Regions from separate parts of the Sus scrofa genome. Here regions 1, 2 and 3 are each linked to region 4. Evidence: chromatin contacts called from public HiChIP or PLAC-seq data. All regions are on one chromosome and are shown on one strand. Each heading gives the region's core, a stretch centred on a gene start, on an enhancer-like site or on the middle of the called end of the contact. The rest is flanking DNA. Distances are from core to core; before and after follow the strand shown.

Region 1 (3,917 bases), core at 899-3,398, 470 kb before region 4:
TCACCGTTTGTTTCTATACAACACTAACGAGTGAGTCCTTCCTTCCACATCTGTGGTATGGAAAAATCTTTATCCGACAAAAATTTTGAGAGTACTGAGAAGTGAGTACTTTGCAAATCAGGGGCTGAAATAATTCTTTGTTACTTTTAGAATATCAGCTGCTGTTAAATTTCATCCCCCACGTAGAGATCTCAGAAGCTAAGCAGTAAAACGCTTTTGCCAGAGACCAACGTTCCATCCTAGATTTATTTCCCTTGAAGGATTTCTCTCCCAGGCACTTACAGCCTTAGAGCAGCATCACATCCCTTTGCCATGCAAATTGGGGCCCACCTCGTGTCAACCAGGGACAAAGGCTAGAGAAAGATTTGGAGGTTACCCAGTGGAAAATTCAGGAATAAGATTCTAGAATCTCAGGAAACCCTAATTTAATTTAAGATACTGCTTCATTTGCCTCATTGAAAAAAAGAAAGACTGTACTTATGCAATCTACTTCCCTCAATTATATAAAGGTTTTTTTTTTTTTTTTTTTTGGTTTGGTTTTGTTTTTTGGCCCTGCCTACAGTATTGGGAAGCTCCTGGACCAGGGATTCAACCAGCACCATAGCAGCGATTTGTGCCACTGCAGTGCCAACTCTGGATCCTTGACTCGAGAAGCCACATGGGAGCGCCTATAAAGTTTTAAGACCAAACCAAACCAAACAAACCATGATTGATTATAACATACAGCTAAGTATTTCCAAAGGCATCTTTCCCCACATTAAAATTGTACAAAGTGACAGGTGATGACTAACTCAAACAATTATTCAGTCTATTCAGACCAGCACCAAGGTAAGAATGACTTAAATATTAAACCAATGTTCAGGAACATACCCTAACCCTATCCTTAGAATTCCTGTTTTTTTGAATTGAAGACTTTCACTAATGCAAAGTCTTTGTAAAGAGATCCTTTTGGGTAAAGGTCTAAGACAAAAATACCTTAAGATGGTTTTTCTCTACAAAGAGATTTCAGTGTCCCAACACAAGCACATCATTCGACCTCTTTGGAATTTTTTTTTCCTTTTCCATTTGGATGAGATGATCCCTGTGGTCCTCATTCCACTCAAAATTCTGTTCAGTAAACTCTCAGTTTTCCACCATAACAGGAGAGGACAAGAGAAGGGACCACACACAACATTGAAACATCAGGGCAAGTTTACGTTCACAGTGAGGGGGGGGTGCAGATCCTTCTGGGGTCAGGAACGGATCTCTCCTGGTCTACTTCCTGTCTGCCCACAGAGCCAGAGGACAGGGCATGCACAGAGCCCTCCTTGCACGTTTGTGCTGACGCAGTCTGGGGTTCGACTGCTTTACAAAACATCCAAGTGTGCAGGCTCCTATCATTCCCTTGCCACATTTATGACCAAATGACAAACGTTTCAAAATTACTCAAGATTTGCCAAGGTTATAAAAATATGAAAGGGGGGGGCAGATGCATGGGAAAATAAAAAGAAGACATTTAATAGCTCTTTCTTGGAATGGCTATGGATGGGTTTACAGTTCATTGTTTTCAGTCATTCCTCTGACTAAATACACTTTCCACCTGCTTCGTCAAGGGCTAAGAGAAGACGACTAAAGCATGGTCTGTATGAAGCATGCATTTCATTTACCATAAAGAGCTCGAACAAGGCAAATGTGTGCAGCTGGAACTAACGTGCACCACATTTCGCCAATCCCCCAGCCCCTGAGATCTCCGCAAACACCTCCGTAAGTCCCAGCTGTTTTCAGTTAAGAACTGACGTCTGGAGCAGCCTGCCTCCTTTACTGAATGATTGTTTTATCTAAAATAGGATTCTGAACACCTTTTTTAAAATTAAGGACTAGATCCATTTATTTTCAAGTCAAATAAATGACCCAAAGACGAATTTAAGTTTAACTCTTCTAAAAACAGTTAATATTTCACATTGAATGTGCTCCTGAGGCCAGAGGAAATGTTCTTTCCCTTCCGAAAATTTCTCGCCAAGCGCTAACAAGCCCAGTTTCTTCCCAAGAATATTTGTTTTCTATTTCTCTGAGTCGAGTTTTTTTTTAAAGGGCTGGAAGCTTTCACAAGACAAAATAATTCCATTTGCTAGTTGGCTCTTCCTCGGAGTCCTGCTCGAATCCTATGGGACCCATAAATCCTTGCCTGAAATGTAGGATAAGTGTCATGAAACATACTTGGGAACTGGGAAACCACAGCTCAAAGCAGCAACCCAAAGATAGAAGCAAAGACCTGCTTCGAATTAAAACTGTAACAAGCGGACATACCACTGACCATTAATTCTTCAGCCAAGGAGACATAAACACTCAAGGAAAAAGTATGCACAGTATCACTAATTTGGGAGGAAGACAGCAATGCAGATAATAATTAGTACTGCTATGAAGACCAGACAAGGTAAATCAACTCACGTTCACCCTGAATTACTTAAGCCAGACATAGAGTCAATTTTCCCCACCATACACTAGGTCAGGTATTTAGTGGGGAAAAAAACTCAAGCAGAAGCAACAGAGAGGTAGAAGCTCAGGGAGGGAGGGAGAAATGAGGTAGACTGTACAGCTACTGTGCTGTCTAGGCAGCTGCCGCTGGATGGAAGTGGAGTGTCATAGAGGTAAGAATTGCTAAGAGTTAGGATGGGTCATTCAGCACCTCCACCACGCTCTGCCCCAGTAACTCAAGGCTTCAGGACCTAAAAAGGAGCTCCTCTCCACAGAAAGGCTGAGGACCTCTGATCTAGGAAACCTCTGCTCTGATCATCAGCAAGTCCTTTGAAAAATACTGATTTACTAGGTTGTGATGATCATCATACAACTGTAACTGTAATAACATTTACTGAGTAATAAAAAAAAAGAAAAATACTGATTTACGATAGTATAGAATCAGGGAATGAAACAAATCAAAACTTCTAAATAACTTCTAGGAAACTCACTGGCAAAAAAACCCCAATAACCCAATTGAAAAATGGGCAGAAGACCTGAACAGACATTTCTCCAAAGAAGATATATAGATGGCAAACAGGCACATGAAAAAATGCTCAACATCAGTAATTATTAGAGAAATGCAAATCAAAACTACAATGAGGTTACCACCTCACACCAGATAGAAATGCCATCGTTAACGAGTCAACAAATAAATGCTGGAGAGGGTGTGGAGAAAAGGGAACCCTCCTACACTGTTGGTGGGAATGTAAATTGGTACAACCACTATGGAAAACAGTATGGAGGTACCTTAGGAAACTATATGGAAAACAGTATGGAGGTACCTTAGGAAACTATATGGAAAACAGTATGGAGGTACCTTAGGAAACTATATGGAAAACAGAATGGAGGTACCTTAGGAAACTATATGGAAAACAGTATGGAGGTACCTTAGGAAACTATATGGAAAACTACCATATGACCTAGCAATCCCACTCTTGAGGATATATCCAGACAAAACTTTCCTTGAAAAAGACATATGCACCCATATGTTCACTGCAGCACTATTCACAATAGTCCAGACATGGAAACAACTTAAATGTCCATCGACAGATGAATGGATTAAGAAGATGTGTTATACATACACAATGGACTACTACTCAGCCATAAAAAAGAACAAAATCATGCCATCTGCAGCAACATGGATGCAACTAGAGTCTCTCATACTGAGTGAAGTAAGTCAGGAAGAAAATGACAAATACCATAAGATATCACTTATATCTGGAATCTAACACACGGCACAAATGAACCTTTCTACAGAAAAGAAACAAACTCATGGTTATGAGGAACAGACCTGTGGTTGCCAAGAGGGAGGTGCAAGGGAGTGGATAGACTGGGAGCTTGGGGTTAGTAGATGCAGTTATTACCTTTGGAGTGGATAAGCAATGAGATCCTGCTGTATAGCAAGGGGAAATAAAATATTT
Region 2 (4,049 bases), core at 1,360-3,859, 330 kb after region 4:
TTGAAATCAAAAGGACTGAGTCTTATGTTGAGACTGACAGGGGAGTAGGACCCAGGTAGCCAAGGATGAGACCTCCATAGACTGAATTTATTTAGCAGAAGAAAGAGCCCAGGTCCAGAGGTGACATCCATAGTAATCTCCAGGCCCCAAGAGTTACTGTGTGCTGGCGCACAGATGGATTAGTTTAATCCTCACAACCACCCTGCAAGGTAAGAACCTTTCTTTCTTTCTTTTCACTTTTTTTTTTTTTTTTAGGGCCAAATAATCATGACATATGGAAGTTCCCAGGCTAGAGGTTGAATCGGAACTACAACTGCCAGCCACAGCCACAGCCACAGCAACACAGGATCTGAGCCACATCTGTGACCCACACCACAGCTCATGGCAATGGATCCTTAACTTTCCGAGTGAGACTAGGGATTGACCCCACATCCTCATGGATACTCGTCGGGTTCATTTTCCCCTCACCACAATGAGAACTCCAGTAGGAACCTTTCTTATCTCCATGTTACGGCTGAGGAAGATGTGGCACAGATGGGTTAATCACAAAGCTGAACCCCCAAAGAAGACACAGTTCCAGGAACTTGCAACATGCTATTGGACTTTCTTCACATTTTTGGTTGGGGGTGAGTTTCTTGTTTATTCATACCTGAAGTGGCAAGAGGGGCCCAACTGACATTTGGGTCAAAGGCATTTAATGCGATAATGATTTATAGTCGGACATTCCAGTTTTGCTTCCTAACTTCTATCTCCGTGACTTTGGAAAATTTATCTTTTCTGATCTTCGGTTTTTTCCTCAATAAAGTAGTGTGCTAGCAAGAAGACCTGCCCCATAAGATCACCTAAGTAGTAAATCAACTAATGAACATAAAGCATGGAGCAGGGGCCCAACACATAAGTGCCCAATAAATGGAGCTTTTTATTTGTTCTCTGCAGTTAAAATACGTACCGATGCTGAGAATACAGGCTAACAGCTGGTAACCAGCAAACCTGCTAAAGCTCTATCAGGTGCAACTTCTGTAAATGGAAAACATCTGGTTCACTTCACAGGCCACTAGGGTTTCAGTCAAATAAAATAAATATAGGCCTAAAGAAAATTTAGAGAAAATATGCACTCAAAAGGTCACTTTAATGCATGATTGTGTGAATTGAATATTAAAATGTTCCTGCCACTGTCTGAATATACTGTGATTAGTTGCAATCTGCAAATGATACAATACTGTTTTTCCAAGGATTAAAGTTTCTTATTCCAAGTTCAACACATATGTTGAAGCTTTGCTTTCTTTCTCCCACCAGGATTTTTATAGGGGAGCATGAATTAAGATTAAATAAACATATAACAAACCCATATCACATTTTTAGCTGGGGGAAAAAAAAGGAATCAGTCAACCCACCTCTCTCCTTCCAGCTGGGCAATAAATGTCAGTTGTTCTACTTAAACAGAAACAGGGCCTGTCTCATGTCTCTGTAGGAGCCAAGTGAGATGAGAAACCAAAGAAAAGAGATGATTGTTTCAAAAACTGCAATGCTGTGTGTTCTTGGAGTTCTCAAAAAGCAATAACTGCTGAACATCACATTTTGAGCTATCAAAGGGCTCCTGTTCAAGAGTTAAACCTATGCCACAACAGGGCTTTGATGACATGCGATGTGAATAGAAAAGTTTCTATACATTTTCTTCCTTCAAATACTCTAGGGAAAATACTAAAGCTGGTAAAAGAGGATCACTCAGTGGAAGGGAAATGATGAACCGCCCTAGCTTTCAAAAATCACTGAAATGCCTCCTGCCTAGTGAGCTGAGGTCACATACATTCATGTTGATATGTACCTAAAACACTAAGGATAACAAATGCAAAACCGATTCCACTAGTCTTTAGAAAATAATTTTCCTTTTAAAAAATGTGTATCTATTATGTCTTGAATTAAGAAGAAATTCTGTTTTAGAAGAAATTCTGTTTTAAGAAAGAAGAGAAACTCCATGGTTTTCAGAATTCCAAACAGCTTAGACTGAATTTCTTATGCTCTGGATACAAAATCAGAATGCCTATAAGAAATACAGGAAGGGAGTTCCCATTGTGGCGCAGCAGAAACAAATCCAACTAGTAACCATGAGGTTGTAGGTTCGATCCCTGGCCTCGCTCAATGGGTCAAGGATCCGGCATTGCCATGAGCTGTGGTGTGAGTTACAGATGCGGCTTAAATCCTGTGTGGCTGTAGCTGTGGCATAGGCCGGTGGCTGTAGCTCTGAATTGACCCTTAGCCTGGGAACTTCCATATGCCACAGGTGTGGCCCCCAAAAACAAACAAACAAACAAACAAAAAAAAGACACAGAAAATTCTCACTCATGCTTTCCCAACTTATCCAGAGCAGATGCAAGCTAACCCTTAACAGCCCTAGCAACTTCTTTTTCAGCTCACTTCACCCTGTGCCTTAGAATTGGACAAGGTCAGGTGCTGCTTCGGGGAAACAGTTTTCCCACACTTGAGGCAAAGTAAAGTTGTGAATGATATCTAATGGAGAGCAGTTGGTAATATAGACAGAATTACCTCCCCACGCCCACAGCCCTCCTCCTATTAAGAAGCCTGTGCTCTGTCTGTGACCATCCCTGCATCATGCATCACACTGTGAAGGTCACACTCAGGGCAGAAGACACAATTCTCAGAATATTCAGTAATCCCCTGCTGGGCGGGGCCAAATCCTGGGAACAAGAAATCTAAAGGAACAAAAATTATGTTGAAAGTGTTTTGAAACAGTGAATTTTGTGTATGTCGAACAGAGGGTCATTTGATTTCATTTTGTTTTCTAAAATGCTCGTGGGCAGAATGGTCTGACGTGCCACTTCTGTGGGTGTTGCCAACAAGTTCACCCAGTATGAAATTCTACCCCAGGAACTCTCCCCTTCGAAAAGAACACATTCCTCCACCTCTACCTCCTTCTGCGTGTGCAGACTTAATAATTCAGCAGCAGATGTTCCTTTACCAGAGGGAAAGGGTATCCTGAGGGTATTAAAAGGTTCACCTGCCAAAGATCACTCTCCATTTAGCTTTTCTTTTTTTTTTTTTTTTTTGTCTTTTGTCTTTTTTGTTGTTGTTTTGTTGTTGTTGTTGTTGTTGTTGCTATTTCTTGGGCCGCTCCTGCAGCATATGGAGGTTCCCAGGCTAGGGGTTGAATCCGGCCTACGCCAGAGCCACAGCAACGCGGGATCCGAGCCGCGTCTGCAACCTACACCACAGCTCACGGCAACGCCGGATTGTTAACCCACTGAGCAAGGGCAGGGACCGAACCCGCAACCTCATGGTTCCTAGTCAGATTCGTTAACCACTGCGCCACGACGGGAACTCCTCCATTTAGCTTTTCAGTTACAGTCAGTGGTTTAGGGACTGGAATGGGATGGCAAATGGGCATATCTGGGTGGAGGGCTGGAGCGAGAGTGAAAGGCACCCCACAGCACAGATGTTGAGCCAAAACCTGCTTGGGCTTCACAATGGGGCTGTGACCCTCGGGGGTGGGATGAACAGGCAAGATCAGGAACTGGGGAGATTAGACGGACTTAAGATTCATTCCTTAATTATTTTTCCCCCAAAAGCCCAGCCGAGACTAGGAAACAAGTATGGACCAGAACATGTATCTCCAACTGTCCTCACATTACCATGAAAACGTAATAGATTTAGAGAATCACAGCTTCCCCCCCCAAGAGAATATACCAGAATAACCTTAGAATCACTGATGTGTAACAGCATATTCAAAGATTAAGGTGTTTAGGTATCCAGTTCAGGAGTTCTTAACATTTGGAAAACCAAAGACTGCTTTAGGGAATATGACCAAAGCAATGAGCTTCCCCAGAAAAATGCCCATAGCATAAAGATATATACATACTGCAAACTATTCTGGATGGTTCAAAGACCCTTGAAGCCCTCTGGATCATGAGCAAGAGACATCTAACCTAGCCATCTCCCACTTTCCTACCCCATTATGAAATGAGAAAGCAGAGGGCTCAATGGGTAGAACACTCTCTAGTTTTGAAAAGCCAAGGTTGAGGCGGAGCCAAAGC
Region 3 (4,150 bases), core at 689-3,188, 410 kb before region 4:
GACTGAGGACTCCTTGGGGCCAAAGACTGTGGCTTATGTACTGGTCCAATGTTCAGCTCTGTGTGCAGCAGGTGCTCAGACAGTGCTGGAGGGCCTGTCTTTTGAATCTGTCTGCTGTTCTTTCCTTTGCTCTTCATTTCAACATGTCTTTTCCTCTTACTCTTTGTGATTTTCACTTGATCCTTTTGAGTTTTGATTCCAAAGTTCTTAAGAGACAGAGATCCTATTGGCTGGTGCAAGACCATAGCAGTTGTGTGTGTGTGTGTGTGTGTGTGTGAGAGAGAGAGAGAGAGAGAGAGGGAGAGGGAGAGGGAGAGGGAGAGGGAGAGGGAGAGGGAGGAGAGGGAGAGGGAGAGGGAGAGGGAGAGGGAGAGGGAGAGCGCTGAGTCACTGTCTCCCATTTCTGGCTTCGCTTCTCACATCCACAACCCATGTGCTCTACTTCCATTTTTTCCTCTCATTCCTGTTCCAAGCACATCTGAAGGTGAGAAAACTTTGTCTTACTACTGTATTTGCACTTGCCAAATACTATGCTGAATCCAGCTGCAATTCTTAAATTATTCTGGAGAAAGTGGTATATAGCTAGTGAGAAATAAATTTTCTTGCAATCTCTAGCTATAAAAATCTTGTTCTATTTTTTTTGTTAAAGTATGGCATGGTATAAGTAAAAGACTGTTTTGAACTTTTTTTGGCATTGAGAAACATAGGATAAAAATATTCCACAGTCATTACAAGTTGTTCTTTTAAGAATATCTAATGGTATGGGGAATGGTCATGAGTTCAAAAAAAAAAAAAAAAAAAGCCCACAGTATAAAGCTAAATAGAATTGGATTCCATTTACATGTGCTAAAAATTACTTTTTTATTTCTCTGCGTGTATGTATTAAGATTGCAAGGAAATATATAAAAACACTAACAAATTCTAATTCAAAGACATGGGACTAATATTTTCTTCTTTATGCTTCTTTTCTCCACTTCTCAATTTACCACCATAATAATATACTTTTTTATAATCAGAGAAAACAAAATCCTGACATGTTTTTTAAAGAAAAAAAAAAAACTCAAAAAGTTAAAACAGAGAATAGACTTGAACATTTAAAAGAAAATATATGTTAGGTATTGTATCCTGGGTAAAGGAGAGAGGCAAAGGAGCTTTCTTACTATAGAATTTTTTTTTTTTTTTTTTTTTGGCTTGGTGTGGAGTGACTTGAAGTGGGATCTCACTTCCCAGACCAGGGACTGAACCTGGGCTGCTTCATTGAAAGCTTTGAGTCCTAATCACTAGACCACCAGGGAACTCCCTGTAGTATTTTTTTTTTAATGAATGTCTAAATTCTCCAGAATGGAGGACAGTGTAATAAGGTCCCAAATATCCATCCCTCAGCTTCCCCCATCAACTGCACTTCTTTCCCCTCCCTGCTTTTTTTCAGAGCAGTTTTTGAAAGGATTCAAGTTATCCTCTAATTTGTTTGGATAGATTTTATTTTCTCTAGCTTGGCTTTTCCCTTTGGGGATGGCTCACAAAGCCTCAGAGCTTCTGAACGCACTCTGACGTGAGGGAGCAGCTTGAGTCCTCAAGTATGTGTCCCGCCTGGAGACGAAGCCCATTGAAGTCCCTGAGAGCAAACAGCTCTGAAAAGCAAAGCGATCTGGTATTTACTCAACTTTACTTCTGTCCGGTGGGTCAGAGAACAGACTCCAGTGTCCAGGATAAAGCCGGGCCTGGCCGGGTCTTGGCAGCTCAAACCGCCCCATTGTGATTCAAGATTCGGGGTGTAAACACATGCAGTGTTTAACCACCGCCAGTCCTCTTTGAATGTTTGATAGCCGTGACTGGGGCTCAGGAAGAACACAGTAGTGACTTCTTCACTGGAGCTGAGGCTGAGGCTTTATGTAGTGTTTGGGCAAACGGCACCGGCAGCTGCAAGCCCTCAATGGGTGCTTTCTAGTTGCTGAGTGGGCTGTGCTGCGTTGCTGGGAGCCGAGGTCCGGAGCTGCCCCTGGGCTGGATGGGGGGAGGAGGAGGCGGCCAGCCGCAGCCTGGGCCACCCCTTCTCGGTGACAGGTGCTGAGGGACAGGAGAAGGAGCCCCTCCCTACTGGCTCCCAAGCCTGGGCTCAGTGTCTGCCACTGACTGCCATTTTTATTGGGTTTTTGTTTCAGGAACACACACAGGACCTTGGCAGGCAGAGATGTACCCTGTGGCTTGGTCTTTCTCTGCTCAGCTAGTGGTGATGAAAACAGTAACAAAGACCCTGACTTTGCTAAATGACCAAGACTCACTCAGATAACAAGCCAGTACAGTTGCTGGCAGAGAGCCTTCTAGACGCTTGATGCAGTGTGACCTACTGGAGTGAGAAGGAGAATTGGAAGGGGAGGGCTCTCAGTTACATTTTGGTCCAATTAAAGGATACTATTATCTCCTCCTGATGTGGACTGATGATCCTGTTTATCATTAACTATCATCTACTGAGAACTTTTATGTGCCAGGTACTGAACTAGGTATTGCATGTTCATTGTCTTACCATAATCCTGCAATTTCGTTGTTGTTGTTGTTTTTTTTTTTTAACAAAGGAGAAAACTGAGTTTCAGAAAGGTTAACTCATTTGTTCAATAGTGTTACGCAGCTTATAAACGGTACAGTCAGAAATCCAATCTTGGTATGACTATAAAATAACTTATACCCTTTCTGGGAGAAACACATAGCTTATGCCCTGTAAATTTGATATTTAAAGTGCCAGGTGACTGTGGCCTAGAAAAGGCGATTTGGCCATGGGAATACAGAGTAAGTCAATAATTTATATTCAGAACAATGTCTACTCTTTTCGTTACAGAGAATTCCAGGAAAACTCAGATGAGGTAGATTCATAAGGCAGAAAAATCCCTTCTTGGGAGTTCCCGTCATGGATCAGCAGTTAACGAACCTGACTAGTAACGAACCTGACTAGTATCCATGAGGTTTGATCCTTGGCCTCACTCAGTGGATTAAAGATCCAGCATTGCCATGAGCTGTGGTGCAGCTCTCACACGTAGCTGGGATCTGGCATAGCTGTGGTGTAGGCCAGCGGCTACAGCTCTAATTTGACCCCTAGCCTGGGAACGTCCATATGCCACAGGTGTGGCCCTAAAAAGACCAAAAAAAGAAAAAAAAAATCGCTTCTTAATACTGAGGGAGTAAGAACCCTGCCTCCTACCTCCCCTAACCCCCAGTCTGGGCCTGGCGAGCCTACAAGAAAAAATTTAATGTCACTGTTCTTATTTTAAATAATTACTCCTGAATTTTTAAATGAAAAACAAGAGGTCAGTTATAAGAGCAATTTAAAATTTGCAGAAAAAATTTAGAAGACGGTAGAGAGTTCCCATATACCTCACCGACCAGTTTCCACTATTAACATCTAATAGTGCACATTTGTTATTAATGAACTGATATCAAAACATTATTAACTAAAGTCCAGTTTATTCAGACTTCCTTCATTTATTTTTTTCTTTTTTGGGTTGCACCTGAGGCATATGGAAGTTCCCAGGCTAGGGGTGGAATCAGAGCTGCAGTTGCCAGCCTACGCCACAGCCACAGCCATGCCAGATCTGAGTTCACGTCTGCAACCTACACCACAGCTCATCGCAATGCCAGATCTTTAACCCACTGAGTGACACCAGGGATTGAACGTGCATCCTCATGGATACTAGCTGAGTTCTTGACCTGCTGAGCCACAACAGAACTCCCATAGTCTTCCTTGATTTGTATCTACTGTCCTTTTCCCATACCAGGATCCCATCTAGGATGCCACATTACATTTAGTTGTCATGTCTCCTTAGGCTTCTCTTGGCTGTGAGAGTTTCTCAGACTTTTGTTGGTTTCAGTGACCTTGACAGTTTTGAGGTGTACTAGTGATTTTTAAGAGGTAAGAGAATGCCCATCCCTGGGGAGAGGTCTGTTGTTTTTCTCATGATTAGATTACAGCAGTAGGTTTTGGGCTAGAGGACCTCAGATGTAAAGTGCCATTTCATCATATCATATCAATCAAGGGTATGTACTATCAACATGACCTATGACTGTTGATGTTGACCTTGATCACCTGGCTGAGGGAGTGTTTGGCAGATTTCCCCAAAGGAAAGTTACCTTTCCCCCTACCCTCTTTTTACTATTTTCT
Region 4 (3,850 bases), core at 1,171-3,670:
ACCAAAGGGAACTTGCAACGCCCTGCACTGCTTGCCAATTATTTGCTGAGAAATGCCCTACCATCCTCCTTGAAGACACTTCACCACTGAAAACACTTTGAGAAAACTTCAGGAAGTAATTTCTAGGAAATATTCTTGGCTTATGGAGTTGAGTATATCTCTAATTTTAATTATAATTGATGTATTATAAGAACATGATATTAATTCTTCCTCATGTGAATAAAGCTTGAAAAACAAAAGTGGACCAAGAGCTTGAGAATCTTGCCCTCTGTTAGAAGGGTTTCTGGAAACTTTCCTGACCTGGAACATCTCACTGCAATGAGAACAAGCAGACTGACCTCATTTCAGGACTCACTAGCATACTTCCAGCAAAGGTACACTACTAGATCCTCAGAGAAAAAATGCATTTTTCAAAATATAATAGCTATCAAAGGAATGCTTTCTCTCTTCAAGGATAAATTCTGATTATTTTGCCATGGCTCCCCAGAAACACAACAATCCATCCAATAGATCCTGGTCAAATTACTCCTTTATTACTTATAATAAAAGAGAGTTTCTACATGAGTCGTCTGTAAATAACAAAATTCTGAGACTATGTAAAGGTGAGAAAGACATCTGTCTTTTAGATTTTATTATTACTATTTTGACAGAATGCATTTTTAATTGCCATTTTTCCATTTACATAACAAACAAAGATTCAATGTCAAAAACTATAAAAGAGAGAGAGAGGGAAGAAGGGGAGGAAAGAGAGAAAAAAATGTAAAGAGAAAGTTAAAATTGCCTGTTATCCCACAATCTTTGAAAAATCCCATTAATAGTACTTACATGCAGATATTTTTAATCCAAATTGATAATCAGAACATATAATTCTGTTTTATACCTGCTAAAAAGGCCCATTCTTTTAGCATTTCCCTGCCTGTAAGCATATTTCATCTCTGGGCTCAGATTTTTTGAGGTTGAGAAGCTTCCTTCTCACCTAATTGAATCCTTCAAGCTCTAAAACCATAAAACTGAGACATGGCTTTTAAGACTCAGGTTTGTGTTCTTTGAATTTTCCACTGGAAATAAAGATATATTTTTATTTGGATCGGGACTTGAGAACTTGAATCAGAACCAAGGAAACATCCAGGGTCGTCTGTCTCCAGTTTACTTTTTTAAGCATTGCCATTTGATTCTTTTCTCTCCTCAACCTATCACTCTGTATAAGATGAGCACTGTTTCAGCATTTCTCTGAAGCAGAATGATGCCATTGCCTGGAGCCAAGTGAGAGTGCCCTGATGTTTAAGTCAGTGTTGTTATAACAATGAGCATGCAAGCGGAGGAGAATGATGGAAGAGACTACCCTTTACCATGTCTTCTAGTGTTTTTTAACCTATTGGCCCACCTGCGGGAAGGATGGGACTTGAGGAATTATGTTTGTTTACACTAACAACTGTTCTAACGCTTCAGCAGAGGAACGTTTGGAAAGGTTCTCCTTCCCTTTGGAATGTTGGCCAGTCCTGCATCCTTCCCTCCACATGGTACAAAATGTGAACTGCCCACTAACTAGGCTTTTTAGGATCCCTGTATTTCCAGAGCAGTGGCAATGGTCTTCTGTTCTCCTTGACCAGAAGCCATGTGACCGATATTCAAAGGGAATTTCCTCTTTTAGGAAAACACATCTATCTGTGGGACAGTTAAAGAAGGAGGAGCTGGGTGAGTAAGCTTCCACTGATACAAGTTCCGATGCAGCTAGGATGCATGTCCCACGTGAATGGGCAGGGTTAGTGTTCTCCTCATGCTAAAAACCCAATGACAAAGACAACCAGAGGACAGTTCTGGCAATGTTTCCATGAGAGCATGTGAAGCCCTGTAACACCAGACTGGAGGAAAAGAACTGTCAAACCCTGGAGAAAACCACAGGGATTCCTAAAGCTTTTAGCAGGACCCAAAAAAAATTTTTTAAAGGATTAAATCCACCAACCTGTTAAATGAGCTATTCCTCTTATGGGCTGCAATTCATAATTGTTATCCTATTTCTTGGGAATCAGAAACAGATCCTGGTAGCAACCCAGTTAAAACTGAGGAGAAGTAAAATTAAAATGTTGTATCTGGTTTATCTTTTTTTAAGTGAGCAATGAAACAACTGCAAGGCATATACTGCATACTTCACGTCTTGGATCAACAAGGGAGCCACGCCAAATGTCAGATTAAATATTCCACAGCTGAAGTGTTTGCATAACTTTTTGGTGGCTACCATTTAAAGAAAGAAAAACAGTGATGGGCCTTTAAAAAAATATTCCCTTAACTTGACATGCTCACAGTGTACTGCCAGCAATTGCTCTCGACTTGGAAGGCGAAGCCATGCATATCTTGTCCCTGGAGCGACAGTGCCAGCTGGCAAGCGTGTCCCTGTGTTTCCATTCGCCCCAGGAGTGTGAAGCCCCACTGTGCGCCCTGAAGGCCACAGCTGCACGGCTGTATTGTTTAACCATCACTGCTTTGGCTAAGAAGCAAGTCATTTCAATAAGGAATTTCCTGGTTCCTGAAGTGTCTGTCATGTTTCAACAATGAGTTTGCAATGGCTGCGTGTGTTTTCAGTTTGGGTTGGCTCTGTGGGTCTGCCCAGGAAACTGGAGACAGGTCTTTTATTGAAACTAAATAATAAGTCTGAACAAATCAGCTTTATTGTCGTTGGCTCTGGCATGGTCTGGATTAATTTTAGCTTTATATTTCTAAAGGGTTGCTCAAGAGGTGACACTCTTCCATCTCAGGTTATTCAAGGGAAGAGAAGGAACTAACATATTTTACATGCCTACTCAGTGTCAGGTGCTATTCATGCATGATCTTAGGGACTTTTCCTAACCATCTAAGGAACTAGTTCTTTCTCTATTCATTTTACCAATGAGGAAACAGAGGAACTAAGAGGATCATTCACTTGCCAAAGATCATCCAATTAAAATCATAGGTTCTGAAGTCCAATTGCTGTGTTTCATCCCAGATCTGCCACTTACTTTCTTTGACCTTGGGCAAGTCAATTCACTTCTCTGTTCCAACATTCTTCTTTGGAAAATGAGAATAAGAATGGGGATCTTCCACTGAGGATTAAAGAGAATAATGTGTGTAAAGTGATCTCTACATGAGATGGTCAATACATTCAGCCTATATTACCTTACAGGGTAGAGACTGCAACCCAGTGAGGCTCCTTTCCAAGCTGGTGGTATTGCCACCTTCTCACCAGTCTCAGTCAATGCCACTCTTATGCATGGGGAAGGTTTAAGTTAGCACTGATATTCAGGATTCAAAGCTGAAGATGAATCAACATCCTTGTTTTAAAATTATTTTCTCTATTGAGGCAAATAGGACTTGTAGCTCTGGCTCAGGCTCCTAAAAAAAAAGATCTTTCTGAAAAAGGGATCAGAAAGACAGGAGAAATGATGGGAGGAGCACAGGCTGGAGGGATCTTTTGTCTCATTGTCCAGGTAAGTGGCTTGGATTGAGAACTAAAAACTGAAAAGTTCCCATGTTTCCTCCTGACAGCTGATGTCTAGTCTATTCACTGCATTAAAAAGCAGAGCTAAGCTGGTGATGCTATAGCCCAAATTAATCATCACAGAGCCTTCAGCCTGGTGCTCAAACCCCGCCTGGTTGCTTCCTGTGTGCCAGGCTCTTTGCTGGGCCCTGGAATGTAAAGATGGGTAAGACAAGTCCTACCCATCTTTGCAGAGCCCAGACAAGTGATCAAATGATCCTAAACAACACAGGGACCTTTTTTCCAATGAAGCTGTTTAAATTCTGGATCCTCTGAAATCCATTAGAAAGGAAACTTGTGTAGTGCATTAGCTGTCTCATAACTAGGAATTTTTGAAGC

Evidence for each region. HiChIP or PLAC-seq counts read pairs in DNA pulled down with a chosen protein or histone mark.
Region 1: a contact with region 4 is called in an H3K27ac HiChIP or PLAC-seq map of skeletal muscle, with 8 times the contacts expected there. The contact joins two enhancer-like sites. A contact is called at or near these places in 1 of 47 Hi-C or Micro-C datasets (heart right ventricle) and 2 of 2 datasets of contacts at active chromatin or transcription factors (alveolar macrophages and skeletal muscle).
Region 2: a contact with region 4 is called in an H3K27ac HiChIP or PLAC-seq map of alveolar macrophages. The contact joins two enhancer-like sites. A contact is called at or near these places in 1 of 47 Hi-C or Micro-C datasets (heart right ventricle) and 2 of 2 datasets of contacts at active chromatin or transcription factors (alveolar macrophages and skeletal muscle).
Region 3: an H3K27ac HiChIP or PLAC-seq map of skeletal muscle shows a contact between it and region 4, with 3 times the contacts expected there. The contact joins two enhancer-like sites. A contact is called at or near these places in 1 of 47 Hi-C or Micro-C datasets (heart right ventricle) and 2 of 2 datasets of contacts at active chromatin or transcription factors (alveolar macrophages and skeletal muscle).

What each region holds. Positions count from the first base shown.
Region 1 is chr16:46,472,107-46,476,023 of Sscrofa11.1, reverse strand. The region is part of intron 2 of PIK3R1 (phosphatidylinositol 3-kinase regulatory subunit alpha); the gene reads right to left. Among named protein-coding and RNA genes, the nearest start is that of PIK3R1, 39 kb to the right of the region's middle. Within about 2 kb of position 2,148, at least 7 of the 83 cell types and tissues checked have an H3K27ac peak or open chromatin away from gene starts, as enhancers often do. A contact at or near this core is called in skeletal muscle, where this site is marked.
Region 2 is chr16:45,671,336-45,675,384 of Sscrofa11.1, reverse strand. No RefSeq gene overlaps it. Among named protein-coding and RNA genes, the nearest start is that of CD180, 85 kb to the right of the region's middle. Within about 2 kb of position 2,609, at least 9 of the 83 cell types and tissues checked have an H3K27ac peak or open chromatin away from gene starts, as enhancers often do. A contact at or near this core is called in alveolar macrophages, where this site is marked.
Region 3 is chr16:46,410,484-46,414,633 of Sscrofa11.1, reverse strand. No RefSeq gene overlaps it. Among named protein-coding and RNA genes, the nearest start is that of PIK3R1, 22 kb to the left of the region's middle. Within about 2 kb of position 1,938, at least 31 of the 83 cell types and tissues checked have an H3K27ac peak or open chromatin away from gene starts, as enhancers often do. A contact at or near this core is called in skeletal muscle, where this site is marked.
Region 4 is chr16:45,999,806-46,003,655 of Sscrofa11.1, reverse strand. No RefSeq gene overlaps it. Among named protein-coding and RNA genes, the nearest start is that of CD180, 410 kb to the right of the region's middle. Within about 2 kb of position 2,420, at least 16 of the 83 cell types and tissues checked have an H3K27ac peak or open chromatin away from gene starts, as enhancers often do. A contact at or near this core is called in alveolar macrophages and skeletal muscle, where this site is marked.